Regions from separate parts of the Mus musculus genome. Here regions 1, 3, 4 and 5 are each linked to region 2. A link is a contact called in public ChIA-PET, HiChIP or PLAC-seq and promoter capture Hi-C data. All regions are on one chromosome and are shown on one strand. The core of a region is the stretch at or near the end of the contact, and the rest is flanking DNA. Distances in the headings are between cores, read along the strand shown. Region 1 holds the start of Atg7 (autophagy related 7). Region 2 holds the start of Tamm41 (TAM41 mitochondrial translocator assembly and maintenance homolog). Region 3 has its middle 18 kb from the start of Gm36301. Region 4 overlaps Atg7 (autophagy related 7). Region 5 overlaps Pparg (peroxisome proliferator activated receptor gamma).

The links. Promoter capture Hi-C pulls out the DNA fragments that hold promoters and counts their contacts. ChIA-PET counts read pairs in DNA pulled down with a chosen protein or histone mark. HiChIP or PLAC-seq counts read pairs in DNA pulled down with a chosen protein or histone mark.
Region 1: a contact with region 2 is called in a promoter capture Hi-C map of pre-B cells, with 5 times the contacts expected there. The contact joins the promoter of Atg7 here to the promoter of Tamm41 in region 2. A contact is called at or near these places in 7 of 39 promoter capture datasets (the 3T3-L1 cell line, the C10 cell line, hippocampal neurons and 2 more), 1 of 484 Hi-C or Micro-C datasets (B cells), 2 of 115 datasets of contacts at active chromatin or transcription factors (memory CD8 T cells and pancreatic cancer cells) and 3 of 9 other capture datasets (adipose tissue, liver and pancreatic islet).
Region 3: a contact with region 2 is called in an HNF4G HiChIP or PLAC-seq map of pancreatic cancer cells. The contact joins the enhancer-like site here to the promoter of Tamm41 in region 2. A contact is called at or near these places in 3 of 115 datasets of contacts at active chromatin or transcription factors (the NIH/3T3 cell line, neural stem cells and pancreatic cancer cells) and 1 of 9 other capture datasets (embryonic stem cells).
Region 4: a contact with region 2 is called in an RNA polymerase II ChIA-PET map of memory CD8 T cells, with 12 read pairs. The contact joins the enhancer-like site here to the promoter of Tamm41 in region 2. A contact is called at or near these places in 3 of 39 promoter capture datasets (the C10 cell line, cranial neural crest and maxillary cranial neural crest), 1 of 15 datasets of contacts at CTCF or cohesin (the NIH/3T3 cell line), 1 of 115 datasets of contacts at active chromatin or transcription factors (memory CD8 T cells) and 2 of 9 other capture datasets (adipose tissue and liver).
Region 5: a FOXA1 HiChIP or PLAC-seq map of pancreatic cancer cells shows a contact between it and region 2. The contact joins the enhancer-like site here to the promoter of Tamm41 in region 2. A contact is called at or near these places in 4 of 39 promoter capture datasets (the 3T3-L1 cell line, 3T3-L1-derived adipocytes, embryonic stem cells and 1 more) and 2 of 115 datasets of contacts at active chromatin or transcription factors (the NIH/3T3 cell line and pancreatic cancer cells).

The regions. Positions count from the first base shown.
Region 1 is chr6:114,641,834-114,644,533 of GRCm38.p6, forward strand. It overlaps Atg7 (autophagy related 7), which reads left to right and starts at 1,294. Exons shown (of 19, transcript NM_028835.5): 1 at 1,294-1,317.
Region 2 is chr6:115,036,496-115,039,214 of GRCm38.p6, forward strand. Tamm41 (TAM41 mitochondrial translocator assembly and maintenance homolog) reads right to left here and starts at 1,379. Exons shown (of 8, transcript NM_026894.1): 1 at 1,155-1,379. The coding sequence starts at 1,289.
Region 3 is chr6:115,499,842-115,502,541 of GRCm38.p6, forward strand. No RefSeq gene overlaps it. Among named protein-coding and RNA genes, the nearest start is that of Gm36301, 18 kb to the right of the region's middle. Within about 2 kb of position 1,435, at least 43 of the 459 cell types and tissues checked have an H3K27ac peak or open chromatin away from gene starts, as enhancers often do. A contact at or near this core is called in pancreatic cancer cells, where this site is marked.
Region 4 is chr6:114,679,395-114,682,094 of GRCm38.p6, forward strand. Atg7 (autophagy related 7) reads left to right here. Exons shown (of 19, transcript NM_028835.5): 5 at 768-845. Among named protein-coding and RNA genes, the nearest start is that of Atg7, 38 kb to the left of the region's middle. Within about 2 kb of position 1,312, at least 13 of the 459 cell types and tissues checked have an H3K27ac peak or open chromatin away from gene starts, as enhancers often do. A contact at or near this core is called in memory CD8 T cells, where this site is marked.
Region 5 is chr6:115,479,050-115,481,749 of GRCm38.p6, forward strand. All of the region lies in intron 7 of Pparg (peroxisome proliferator activated receptor gamma), which reads left to right. Among named protein-coding and RNA genes, the nearest start is that of Gm36301, 39 kb to the right of the region's middle. Within about 2 kb of position 1,447, at least 182 of the 459 cell types and tissues checked have an H3K27ac peak or open chromatin away from gene starts, as enhancers often do. A contact at or near this core is called in 3T3-L1-derived adipocytes, the NIH/3T3 cell line and pancreatic cancer cells, where this site is marked.

The DNA.
Region 1 (2,700 bases), core at 44-2,543, 390 kb before region 2:
TTTCTTTTTTCCAGGAACCACTTTCCATTTGTTTACTCTGCCCCCCCCCCCGTATAAGCTATAAGGCACACACACACACACACACACACACACACACACACACACACACACACCACCTTGTAATTTATCCATTAGAAATAGGAAACCCTTAATGTAAAAAAAAATCAATAAATAGTCCAAGATATTATGATGAATCCCTAGAGGCACTCCAAAGGCACTGTGTGCCAGGAAAGGTGTCCGTGGACTGCCATCTCAGCAATGGTGATGCGGTATCAGGATGCTTGCCTTGAGCTCTGATCATCCTGGACTATAGAACTAAATCAAGTCAAGTACACTCTTGTCGCTAAGGAAGTCACTCATGTGCAAGACTCCCCAGGCTAGAGCATTTCATTATGTTCATTATCCTGTCAAAAAAAAAAATGTTTTCCCAGTAGTAAGTTTTTTGTTCGTTTTATTTGTTTGTTTGTTTTGTTTGAGATAGTGTAGCCCTGGCTGTCCCAGAACTCACTACTCACAGATCCACCTACCTCTGCCTCCCAAATGCTGGATTTTTTGTTTTGTTTTGTTTTGTTTTGTTTTTCGAGACAGGGTTTCTCTGTATAACTCTGGCTGTCCTGGAACTCACTTTGTAGACCAGGCTGGCCTTGAACTCAGAAATCTGCCTGCCTCTGCCTCCTGAGGGCTGGGATTAAAATCTTGTGCCACCACGCCCAGCCCAAATGCTGGAATTTAAGACATATCCCACACCGTCTGGCCCATATTAGGTTCTTAAGAAGTGATTTTATAGTCACTGAAGTTGCTGGCTGCAGTAGCTTGGTGGATATTTTAGATTCTATTTGGTTTTCCAGAGTTATATTTGGTTGGGCAAGCTTTTAATCCCAGCACTGGGGCAAAGCAAAGGTAAGCAATCTCTGTTAGTTCGAGACTAGACTGATGTATATGTATACAGGTCCAGAACAGCCATGGCTATGTAGTGTAAATATGAGGAGGACATAACCTTTTTAAAAAATTAAAAATGCAAAAAATAAAAATAAACCTTGTTTCAACACCTGTACTCTAGTACTACCCTGGGAATTTGATAATAATTCCGTAGTACTGTAGAGTCACTCGCAGGAAAATGTAATCTTCCTTACAAGCCCCAAAAGGCTTACAGGTTAGCCTTAGTTTCGCCCCGTTATTGCGGTTGTGGGGACCCTTTTTGTCGTTGTTGTTGTAGTGCGCATGCGCGCCGCGCTTCCGCGTTTGTGTGGGCTGGGTTATTACGTCATTGGGCCGCGCGGCGCGGCTGGGGCTGTGGTTGCCGGAAGTTGAGCGGCGGTAAGTAAGCCGTGGTTGCGGAGCAGCTGCCGGGGCTGGCGGGGTTCACTTAGGAAAGCTGAAGCCAGTTTTGGGCTGGTCTGGAATATTCTTCACCTGTCTATACTCGGTCCCCTCGTACTCCGGCAGAGAGTGTTGCGATCTCCGGGTCGGGAGGCGCCTCTGGTTGCTCATTCTGTGAAGTGCTGCCTTTGGCGTGTGTGGACCGGCCACGGAGTAAGCTTGTGTCCCCGGACTGTGAAGGGACTTGATCTTGTTACTTATGAGGAGGACATAATTAAATCTTTTCTACTAGAGGTTCTGCATCCCCTTAAAGGACCCAGAGATTACAAATTAGTACTTTATAGGAAATCAGCCTGGTGAGGCAAATGCACTTGTCAGAAAGTTTCTGAGCCAGGCATGGTCGCGGAGAGAGGTGACCCCAGCCGCAGGGAACCTGAGCCAAGAGAACTGCTATTTAGAACCAGCCTAGGCAATCGGACACAAACCCTTTTGCAAACTGGAAAACGGGTGTGGGATGTAGTTAAGTCCCAGAGCGGTTCTTCAGCGTTCCAGGGTCCTGGGTTCAATTACCAGCACATGCCAAATTGAATTTGAGATGAGACCGAATCAACCTGCGTCTGCAATTTTATTTAATTCTTTAAAATTATTTGTAACTTTGAGTGCGTGTATGCGTGTGTGGTCTCATGCCTCCAGAGACAAGACATGGCGGACCCCAGCAGAAGTGGAGCTCCAGGCAAGCTGTGCCTGATATGGGTGCTGGAAACCCTACCCAGGTCTTTGTAAGCACTGAGTCGAGTCAGCTTTCCAGTATAAATTAATTTATTTTTTTAAGACTGAATGCCATGCACCCCATGCTGTCTTTGAACACTCAGTGAAGCAGAGGCCGGCCTTTGAGTTTTTATATTTCTACTTCCACCTCCTTGAGTCCTGGGATTACAGGTGTGTACCACTACGCCTGTTTTTCTGATGTGTTCCTGCATGCTGGGCATCATAATATCATGGACTATTTATTGATTTTTTTTTTTTTTTTACATCCAGGGTTTCCTATTTCTAATGGATAAATTACAAGACGGTGTGTGTGTGTGTGTGTGTGTGTGTGTGTGTGTGTGTGTGTGTGCCTTATAGCTTATACAGGGGGGAAACAGGGGTAAACAAATGGAAAGTGGTTCCTGGGGAAAAAAAAAGAGACTTTGGAGTCATATTGACAGCAAATACTCTATCATCACCTCAGAGCTTCACTCCCATATCAGGCATCCTATTTATAAATCCTGGTCACAAATGTGCTTTCCCTTTCAAACGTGCTAATTTGGTGGCTTTTTATGTTGGTTTGACTTTGTCTTTCTTTTTTTAAAACCCATGTAACTGGTAAACAGACCTGTC
Region 2 (2,719 bases), core at 129-2,628:
GGGATCCACCGGTTTCTGTCTCCCTAAAGCTGGGATTACAAGTGGGTACACCACAATGCCTGACTGAAGGATGATTGTAAAAAAAAAAATGTATAATTATGATAATCTATATGAAGTAACTGGACAGCTCACAATTTCTCATATGCCCATGATCCATACTTTCCCATTTGTTAGAGAAAATCGGTAGGATGTAGAAGAAATTCAAGAAACACCAGGTGAATTTTAACTGGAAGAAAGACCTGGCCAGGAGCTAGACCCAGGATGCCCTACTGTACAGTGACTGAGACTCCGTACTCTGGAGTAACAAGCCTCAATCCTAACTAGATTCCTGTTCAATGTGCTGACCTGAATAAATGTGCTACCTGCCTGGGCCCTACACCCAGTCCATCAACTTCCTGAAGCCCACGGATCATTCCGTATTTTCTCCTTATCTTTCGATGGGATTTTCAAAGTTAGCTTCCAATTAGTCACCTGGGATGTTTTACACACTGCTAAAGTCCTAGGCCAATGAAATCAATCCCTGCAGACAAAACCAGTCTTTGTATTGCTAAAAAGCTATGGAAAACTCCAATGACAAAGGCTGAAAACACTTAAGTAGGACCTGCTACTTTGTTTTTTCCCCCTTCCCACTACATCTCTGCAATGCCACCACCTCTTCCTCATCACTCCCAACTTAGATTGGAGACAGACTACTCATGCCTCACTTATCCTATCAGCTCAGGCTGGTGATGGATCGGCATATAATAGCACTTGCTGCCAAACCAGATAAACTGAGTTCAACCTACCACGACCCACGTGGTGCAAGGAGAGAAACAACTCCCTCAAGTCGTCCTGTGACCTTCAAGTGTGCGCAGAAGTACAGGTGCGCTTGCTATATAATCACTAAGTAAATGTAAACATATAGATTTGCCTGGCGTGACAACACGAGCCTTTTAATTCCAGTACTGTGAGTTCGAGGGCAGCCTTCAGCCAACCCTGACCAGGGAAATCCAAATTCCGCTCACACCGAAGGACACTTTGCTAGGATGAACATTTCAACAATTGGCTCTTGGCGTGTCCGGGCTCCGCAGGAATGAAAGGCATGCGAGGAACGGCGAGGGCGAACAGGTGCCAGGCATGGGACTGGTCGGGGAACTAGGGGGCCTCCGACTCACCTCCTGGTGGGCACTGGGTCCTGCCTGGCGATACACCGCGGAGCCGTAGGCGAAGGCCAAACTCAGGTCCTCCGGGAAGTGAGCCAGGATCCTGCGCAGGCCCACGCCCGAGCTGTGCAGCGCCTGCAGCGCCATGGGCGGGCTGGCCCGCCGGTGGGACAGACGGTGCTGTGCCGACCCTGTGCTCGCAATTCCCGGTCGTGCGGACCGCGCTTCCGCCCGGTCCCGCCCCTCCACGCACGCGCGCTTCAGAGCGGGCAGCTGGCAACCTGCGGGGAGGCCGAGGCTCCGTAGCGCCCTCTAGCCGGCGGAGGAGCACATTACATGTCTATCCTGTGACAACCTGCTATAGAGCCTAGCAAATCCTTTGTAGCACTAAAACTACGAATGGTTATTAAACCATTTAATTAATTAAATCATCCTTATATTGATTTTCTTTTTGCTTTTTGTTTTTTTTTTTGAGATAGGGTTTCTCTGTGTATCCCTGTCTGTCCTGGACTAACTCTGTAGACCAGGCTGGCCTCAAAGCATTCAGACAGGGTTTCACTGTGCAACAGCCCTGGAATTTGCTATATAGACAAAGCTGGCCTCGAACTCACAGCCATCCACCTGCCTCTGTCTCCAAAGGGCTAAGATGAAAGCATGAACTACCTCATTCACAACCTTGTGGAGCTATCACCTCTAGTGCCAAGTTGTAGGAGCATTTGAAGATTTAGAAAAACAAAAGAAATGTAAAACATGCCGGCCCAGGGGATTGTGATTGCTAGAAACTGACTGTGGTTTCTTCATGTTAAAGGTCTTTTTCAAGTCTGATAATAAATAAATGTTCCATAAAAGGAAACATATTGTATAAATATTCCCTCACATTTGCATTCAATTTTAGAGTCAGAGAAGTCTTCTTGCCCCTTCAGGGATGGTGTCTTAGTCAGGGTTTCTATTCCTGCACAAACATCATGACCAAGAAGCAAGTTGGGGAGGAAAGGGTTTATTCAGCTTACATTTCCACATTGCTGCTCATCACCAAGGAAGTCAGGACTGGAGCTCAAGCAGGTCAGAAAGCAGGAGCTGATGCAGAGGCCATGGAGGGATGTTCTTTACTGGCTTGCTTCCCCTGGCTTGCTCAGTTTGCTCTCTTATAGAATACAAGACTACCAGCCCAGAGATGGTCTGACCAATAAGGGGCCTTTCCCCCTTGATCACTAATTGAGAAAATGCCTTACAGTTGGATCTCATGGAGGCATTTCCTCAACTGAAGCTCCTTTCTCTGTGATAACTCCAGCTGTGTCAAGTTGACACAAAACTAGCCAGTACAATTGACCCCTTGTCAACCTGATACACAAACACATCACTAGTAAGCCTCAACCCTTACATTCTTATTCATCCCCAAGATCTAAATAACTTTAAAAGTCCCACAGTCTTTACATATTCTTTTTTTTGGGGGGGGGCTTGTTTAAACACTTTATTCAGAGGCTTGGGGAAAGATGGTAGAACACGCTGTCTGCTGTCCTGCGCGGGGCAGACCTTAGAGCAGTCCCGGTCGCTAAGAGCGTCTTTACATATTCTTA
Region 3 (2,700 bases), core at 185-2,684, 460 kb after region 2:
AGGCCTCTGAGGAGCCCACGTTATGCCTCCAAGGAGCCCGTGTTATCGACGACGCTGCCGCTGCTGCCACAGTGGTGGGCAACATGCCTTGGAAAAGCTGCACTATGGCCAGGCCTCCCAGGGCTCCCGGGGTGGGACAGCTGCTGATGAAGGGGGACTATTTTTTTTTAAGGAGCTGCCTCCTACTGACAAGATGCTAGCCAAGGTTTTCTCCTTGCTCTGTTGCCTGATGAGGGTGACTATTCTCTCAAACACCACGCGCAGTCTTTGCTCCTCAACTGCCTTCCACCTCCTGAGTCCTGGCTCAAGCTTAGCAAGGCAGTGTTTTGGGGTCAGGACACAGCCAGGAGCACACGGCAAGGGTATCTAAGGCAGAGGAGCCCCTAACGCAGAGGTCACATGCAGAGTGAAGGCAGGGCTCAGAGAAGCCAGCAGAGGACGGGGATCAAGGAGTGCTGGGAGGTGAGGGAGGACCGCAGACCTCCAAGACGCTTCAGCCTTGCAGGGGCTTCTGGGCAGAGAGATGCTAAAGCCAGAAGCAGGGCCCGGAGAAGGTCAGAAAGGAAACAGTCTGCGGAGGCACCGCCCAGGGAGACAGGTGGCAATGAATGTGTAGGACATGCCAGGAAGAAAACCAACACACAGGCCTGGGCTCCAGCCCCGAAAGCCACGGATGCGGGGGACAGATGTGTAAGACAGCACAGTATCTGCATAGGACCACCGTACACCCTTCTGTAAGTTCAAAACTATGTCTGAGTTAAAATACTCAACCCAGCAAAGGTGCTGTGTAAACAGGTGCCACATCGGTTTGGGAAACAATGACCCAAGTCTGCCCACGCTTAATACAGACACAATTTTCCCTAATATTATATGCAAAATTGTTTGAGTTCACTTATGTGGAAACCATGGATACTAAGAGTTGACTATCATTTTTTTTATTTTGTTGTTGTTGTTGTTTTTAAGTTTCAAAATCACACTTAAATTGTCCTTTGAAAGCCAAATATGTCTCACTTGAGTCCAAGGACTTCCAAAAAGAAAAGCTCTTCCCAAAATGGGGTGTTCCCTTCCTCTTATGGCTTCATATGCCCCTAGGACAGGGCTGTGCACCCCACTCTAAGAAACACGAGCCCTATCGGCCTTTAAAGAAAAGACTTGAGTTGCTGAATGTCACACGGGTGAGAGTCTCTTCTAGCCAAGCACAGCTACCATTAAAGAGCAGAGCTTGGGGAGAGGAAGGTGGGGGGTGGGGGGTGGGGGTGACCTGAGGTCAGCAGAAGCAGGACAAGGAAAAAGGAGAGCCCAGTGTCAGTAAATATTCACTGGCCTTGCCTGTCCCCAGCTCTCCTCAGCCTCTAGGGACACAGAGATAAGGCTGGTGTGACTCAGGCCACCAAGGAACTCACTTTCATGGAGATAAACACAGAAGCTGGCAGCCACAGGACAGCCTGGCAAGCAGAGGAAGCCAGAGGGCTGGAGGCAGGGTGGGTGAGGCCGGATGACCTTGGGCAGGACTTCTGGAACCTTCCTGGGACTCTTCTTATGTAGCTTAAGGAATGCACAGCTACCCCCGGGGGTCACAGTGAGGAGGCACGGAGGTAAAGCAGGGCCAGCACTGCCCACTCTGCTCCCCACCCCCACCCCAAGGGTTAGTGCTGGGGACAGATTGCAAGTGAAGATAACCTCATCTTCCAGCTGGTGTCAGCTGCCACCTAATATCAGAAGGGATTATTTGAAATTTCCCAGGCAGGCTGAGCTATGGGCTTTCCAGTCCCGTGAAAGTGGGGAAGAAAGTCAACTTGGCTTCACAGAGGAGGTGACATTGGAGACCAAGTCTCAAAGGAGGATTTATGAAACAAGAAAGAAAGAAACGCTAGGTGAGGGGCTCGTGTGCAAAGGCATATGGGGAAAGCAGTGTTTCTGTTTCACTAAGCCTAGGGCACTTGGAAGAAGCGAGTCAGAGCAGCAGAACAAAATCAATCAGGCTAAGAGAGCTCGGCAAACCAGACCAGTGAGGCTGGAGCTCATCCTAGGGAGAGTGGGAAGCCATAGAAGACCTTCAGCAGCTATGCTTGCTTTCCTGAGAAAGTCACATCTGTAAAGGGAAAGGTTTGTTCTGGCTCAGGTTCAGGGCTTTCAAATCCATGGCTGGTTGGTCACATTGCTTGGGGCTGTGATGAGGTTGTGCACAGTGGTGGCTATATTGCAAACCAGAAAACAATGAGAGGAGCAAGCTGAGGCCCTATCTATAGTCCCCTCAGGAATACACATGATGACCTAAGGCCTCCAAGGTCCTGCTTCTCAAAGTTCCCCTGTCGTCCTCCTTGAGCCATCACCCTGGAAACCAGACCTTAACACGTGAGGCTTTGGGGGAACATCCGAGATCCGACCTTCCAAGCTAGAAAGTAGCATAGCTGATACTCGACTTGAGATCCCTTGGCCAGCCACTGGGAAGACAAGGGTGATGGGAAGACCACAAGTGGTAGCAGCGGTGGGAGGGGATGGCTTTGGTCATAGAAACAGAGGGAACAGACAGATGTGGGAACAGTCTTGGGGAGTGCAGAAGACAATGATCAAGTTTTGACTTGGTCACACAAGCTGTGTGGTGGTGCTTCACCTCCTGGGAAAAGATTACCTGCAGGACCCCAGGTCAGGTGTCTAAATCGCTATGGGATGCAATGGGAATCTGGATCTTCAGGGTGC
Region 4 (2,700 bases), core at 62-2,561, 360 kb before region 2:
TGCTATTGGGATGGGTGTGATGCTCTAGGGATGTGTGATGCTCTAGGGATGGATGTGCTGCTATAGGGATGGGTGTGATGCTGTAGGGATGGGTGTACTGCTGTAGGGATGGGTGTGATGCTGTAGGGATGGATGTGCTGCTATAGGGATGGGTGTGATGCTGTAGGGATGGATGAGTGTGGTGATGTACTCCTTTGGTCCCAGCACTCAGGAACACACAGAAAATCTGTTAAGTTTGAGGTCAGCCTGTTTAGAGCATTTTAGACTAGTCAGGGCAATAGGGCGGGGGAGGAAGGAGGCGAGAAAGCCACACTGTGTATTTAATTCAAATTACTCATTTCAGAGCCCTCTTCCTCCCCCCTAGTTCCCAATTCTTGACAGGTCAGGTGTCCTCTCGGGAACTCTGTGCTTCTGTGACAGGAGTCCTGCATGGAGCTGAACCTGTACTTTTATTTCTGTAGCCATGACATGCATGGCACCCAGCAGACAACAGTAAATCCCTTCAGATGGGCATCTCAAAGGTCTGAGTGTCTACTTGCCTCCCCTGTGCTGAGGGCCCCTGAGGGAAGGTGCCAGGTACTCTCATGGACTGATAATGATGGAGCAAGGCTGGTGGAGAGGCAGTGTGAAGTAGCAGGGAGAGGTAATGAACCACTTCAGCGTCTGAGAGCAGTGGCAGGCTTGAGGGGAAGAAGCTGTGCTGAGAAGCTCAGCGGCTGGACAGAGATATCAGCAGCCCAACCTAACACCTTCCTTTCTTCTGGCAGATCTGGGAAGCCATAAAGTCAGGTGCTGCTCTCGAAAACCCCATGCTCCTCAACAAGTTTCTGCTCCTGACCTTCGCGGTAAGTAAATGAGTGGAAGCTGAACAACCCTGGCTCAGCCCCCCAGGCCTGCAGGAGGCTCTCCTGTCTCTAACTGATCCCTGGGAATGTGTGCTAAAGAGCAGCTTTCTGACTAGTGCAGATCGTGCCGGCACCTATGAGCAGCGCAGGACCAGTCTGTGCCTCTTGATCACCCTACAGCCACCGTATAATTTCTCAAACATGGTGACCTAACAACTCCTGCCATTCAGCATAGGACAAAGCAGACTCAGGGAAGAGCGGCTTCACTGTTGCCAGATAATGCAAGGTCCTGTAGCCAGGTGTGACCCCAGCACTCACGACGCCAGCCTTGTATATGTAGTGAATTTCAGGCCAGCTAAGGAGCGACATTCTGTCTCAAAAAAACGAGCAAAGGAAAAGCAAGCAAGTACCCAGCGTGCTTTCCAGGCCCAGCGTGTCACTTTCCTTGTTATCACTATGACAACACTTATAAGGTGGCTGTGGTTTCAGAGGCGTTGGTCTACGGCCACTTGGCTTTACTGTGTTTGGTCCTGTGGTTGTAGAGAATATCACGATGAGAGCACGAACCAGGAGCTGTTCACTTCATGGTGCCTGGGAAGCAAAGAGAGCCGGGAAGGGGCTGGGTGGCCAGTGTCCCCTTTAAAGGCATGACCTCAGTGGGTTAATTTCATCCTATTAACCTCCATTCCCCTAAACCCCACCCCTACCTCCTAAAGGTCAACGGGCTCTCAGCTACAACCTGGGGACCAAGATTTTAACATATATGCCCTTGAAGACACTCCAGATATGAGCTCTCAGAAGCAGAACTCCACACTGCAGAGGGCAAAGGAGCTTCAGGGTAGAGGCCGTTACACCACACACCTACACACAGTGGTTAACCAAGAGGGAAAGAAAACTTTCAGTACATGAGACATGACTGATATAAAAGTTCAGTGCAGCCTCGAAGTGGGGGTGAAATCACACCTGCCAACTAGTTAAAAAACCCAAGGTCTGCCTTCCCTGTGTGCTCACACACAACCTCGGAGCTGAGAAAGGCACCTGTGTATCTGTGTACGAGGATGTCTGTAAAACACTGCTGTGTCTGTCAAGCGGACAGTCTATAGACTTTGACTAACATTCAGGATCAGATTTCTGTCCCCTAGTGGGAACGTCACTTCCATGATCCACAGTGGCCAGATTGACACTTGCTTCTACTGGCTGCGCCCCTAGGCATAGTAAGGTCCTTCCCGGTGTGGTAACTATGTCCCTTTGCCACAGCTCATAGGCCCTGGAGATCAATCTCCTTCCACACATTCGATCTGTTTATTACTGAGTAAAGTTGGGTATGTTAAGAAAATGTTTTCTAGGCATACACATTGGGAGAAAGGCACCACACTGGTTACTTTTAACTGCGTCTTGTTTCTCCAAATGTCCTCTGTGTCTCCTTTCAGGTGTAGGTGAGGCTGGCAGGGTCTAAACCTCAGGGAACCTGACGGTCATACCTATGGAGGCACACTTTCCAGTGAGCTAGGGTGGGAGAGAAGGATACTCCAGGGCTCTGTCAGGTTACCAGGTGCAGCTTGGATATCAACCATTTGTCTGCTTATGAGTTCCTTGGTAGGATAGACTTCTTAATATTGCTAAAGGTATCAGAGTTTGTTACTTAAACACTAGTGCCTTTTTATACTAAGAGTTCTTGTTAATTAAACATTAATCCATTTTTCATACAAAGAATCCTAATTGATAATTTCGGCTTAATGAGAAAATAACATCAGTTCTCATTTCACGTTTAAGCAGTTTCTTGGAGTCAGTGGTTATCTCCCTTGCTGTCCCTTTTTGCAAAGTGTCCTTAGCCAGGCTGTATAAAAACATAAAA
Region 5 (2,700 bases), core at 197-2,696, 440 kb after region 2:
TAGAAAGATCCCTGTGCGTTGCTTGCCAGCCATCCTAGCCGAAGCATCAAGCTCCACTTTCAGTGAGAAACCCTTTCTCAAGAAAGTAAGGTGGGGAGTAAGGAAGATGCCTGATGCCAACCTCTGACCTCATGTACACAGGGTCAGGTGGGATTGGGTGAGCACAGACATACACGCACTGGTGAGAGGATTTAAAACAGTTAAATACCATCAATACCATCCTGTGTCTTCGTTTCTCGTGCTCTAGAGGAACAACTGAGCACAGGGACACTTACTCTGTGTAGGCAGACAGATAGATACTTGCTCATGGCCATTGCAAAGCACCTCATTCAACAGCTCAGACCCAGTGAGCCACTGCAGATAACTTGGGGCAGAAGGACCAACTGACTACAAGGTTGGGCGTATTCCTCCACCCTGGACCTCAGTTCCCCTTCAGTTCTTGAGTATACGTGCCATGCTTCCATTTTACTACAGAGTGATTTCTGTGAGTTACAGTGCACAGTATAGCACATATCTCTGGAAAAACAGGCTTTATGTGTCTCAGGGGAGCTCCACATAGTCATACTTTGACTCTACTCAGCCCAGAGCCTTTATACCCCTTTTAGTCAGTGAATGTCTCCCATAGTTGTTAAGTGAAAAGGACACAATATCCAAACTACTTTGAAACTAGACATTAAAAATAACTATAAATAGCAATAGGCCAACACTTTTGTGTATTTAGTAGTCCTGGGGATTGAACTTATGGCCTCATGCATGTGAGCACAAGCTTCCCTATTGAGCTACAGTCTCAGCATTATGCCAGCTTCCTACTTCTTCTATGCCAGCTAAATATTTAACTTCCTTCCCAATTGAGAAAGTTGTTTTTCCATGTCTTCTTCAGGTATTAAAAATAAACAAGGGCATCTAATTTCTCTTGAGCTGGACATCCAGCATTAACATGTCTCCTGTCCCCCATCAGGAGATGGTCATATCACAGAGTAATAGCTGGTTTACTAAGGACTAGCATATCTAATAGGCTCCTACCTACACTGTGCATGAGATTAGCAGAATGGCCTTGAATAATGACTCACTTTGAGTTATCTAGAAATGTCCCATTAGTTCTCTGTTTTCATAACCTCATGCACTTGGTATGACAGGGGTGAGGTATATTTATGAGTTTGCAACTGGCACCTAAACACTAAAAACCAGAGAGCTGGGGGCAAGGATGGGGTAATGGAGAAAATAGTGAAACATCTTAGAGTCACCCCATAGATAGGCATACATGTGAGAATCTATGTGCAGGCTCTTGTTTGGAGAGGATAGAAGACCCCTTATCTGTAACTGCTCCAGAAATAAAACTTCCTCCTCCGCCCTGGCTAAGTAGGCCGCCATCATCTCGGGACTGAGCAAACAGTGTTGTCTGAGGCAGACAGGACTGAAAGTGGAACTGCTGAGTCACTCCTGTCCACACTGGCAGCCAAGGAAGAGGCTCCTTAGCCAGTCATAAGAGATGTGGCTTTTCAGAGCACTTTATCATTTTGGACTCTCAAAATGTGTGTTTAAACTCTGGGTGACCCAGGCAGCCTTCCAGATGGGCACCATTCAGCTGCAAGTGGGGAAGGGTGAATGCAGGGTCCTCAGGTCACCTAACAGAGAGGTTGGGCAAGGGATGGGGGTGGGAGGAGGGCGTAAGGGCTGTGCTGCAGCCTAAACAAAACTTCTCACCTGCTACTGCAGCTCTGGATAGGCCAGGGAGAAAGCTCCAGAATCACACACAAGAGTCCAAAAGCCCCACTCCCCCACTTCCTAGATGTGCGGTTGCAGCAATTATTGACCTCCCTGGGCCTTAACTTCCTTATCAGCTCCCCAAGCAAGTAAAATAGCATTATATGAAGCTTTTGGCACTGTGCCTGGGACACTGCTAGGCACACAGTGAATGCTAATTTCCCCTTTCTCCTCTGTGATATCATTTGAAGTAGCTCCACTCCATCCTGCCAGTCAAAAGGCTTAAAATTCCACCAACCGTCCTTAAAATCCTTCCTACAATATAAATACCCCTAGGGAGCTCTCAACTAATCCTTTTATCAGCTATCACTTTAAGGGGATTAGTTGCAGATCAAGAACAAAACCCAAAGGGAAAGAGATACAGAGAAGGAGGAGGAGCCAAAGAAGGAGGATCAAAATCCCCTAATCCTGGGCCCCCAAGGAGACAGGGGAAGCTAGGACTGTGGATTCTCCCACCCAGAATTCCCTTGACTTTGCAGGAAACTAAGGTGTTTAGAAAGTCATATCTATGGTTTACAATCACAAGTTCTTCAGAAAGGAGAGGAGAGGAGAGGAGAGGAGAGGAGAGGAGAGGAGAGGAGAGGAGAGGAGAGGAGAGGAGAGGAGAGGAGAGGAGAGGAGAGGAGAGGAGAGGAGAGGAGAGGAGAGAGAGGAGTGGGAAATCTGAAGTTGATAAGGCTACTGTCTCAAGTTTGCTGGTTTGCTGTCATGGATCTAAAGTCACAGAGTTGCTCTTAACCCTTTTCTCAGCCCTTCCTCCTTTGTTCCCTTTGGCAGAGCCACCAGGTACATTGAGGGCAGCAACGTGTCAGGCTGGAGGGGGCCTCGGAAGAGGTTACTCTCCTATTTCCTTCCACTAACCCTTCTTCCTCTACCTATACTCCCAGCCCCAACCAGCTACCAATCCTGATAGAATTGCTCAAAACACGGAAAGCA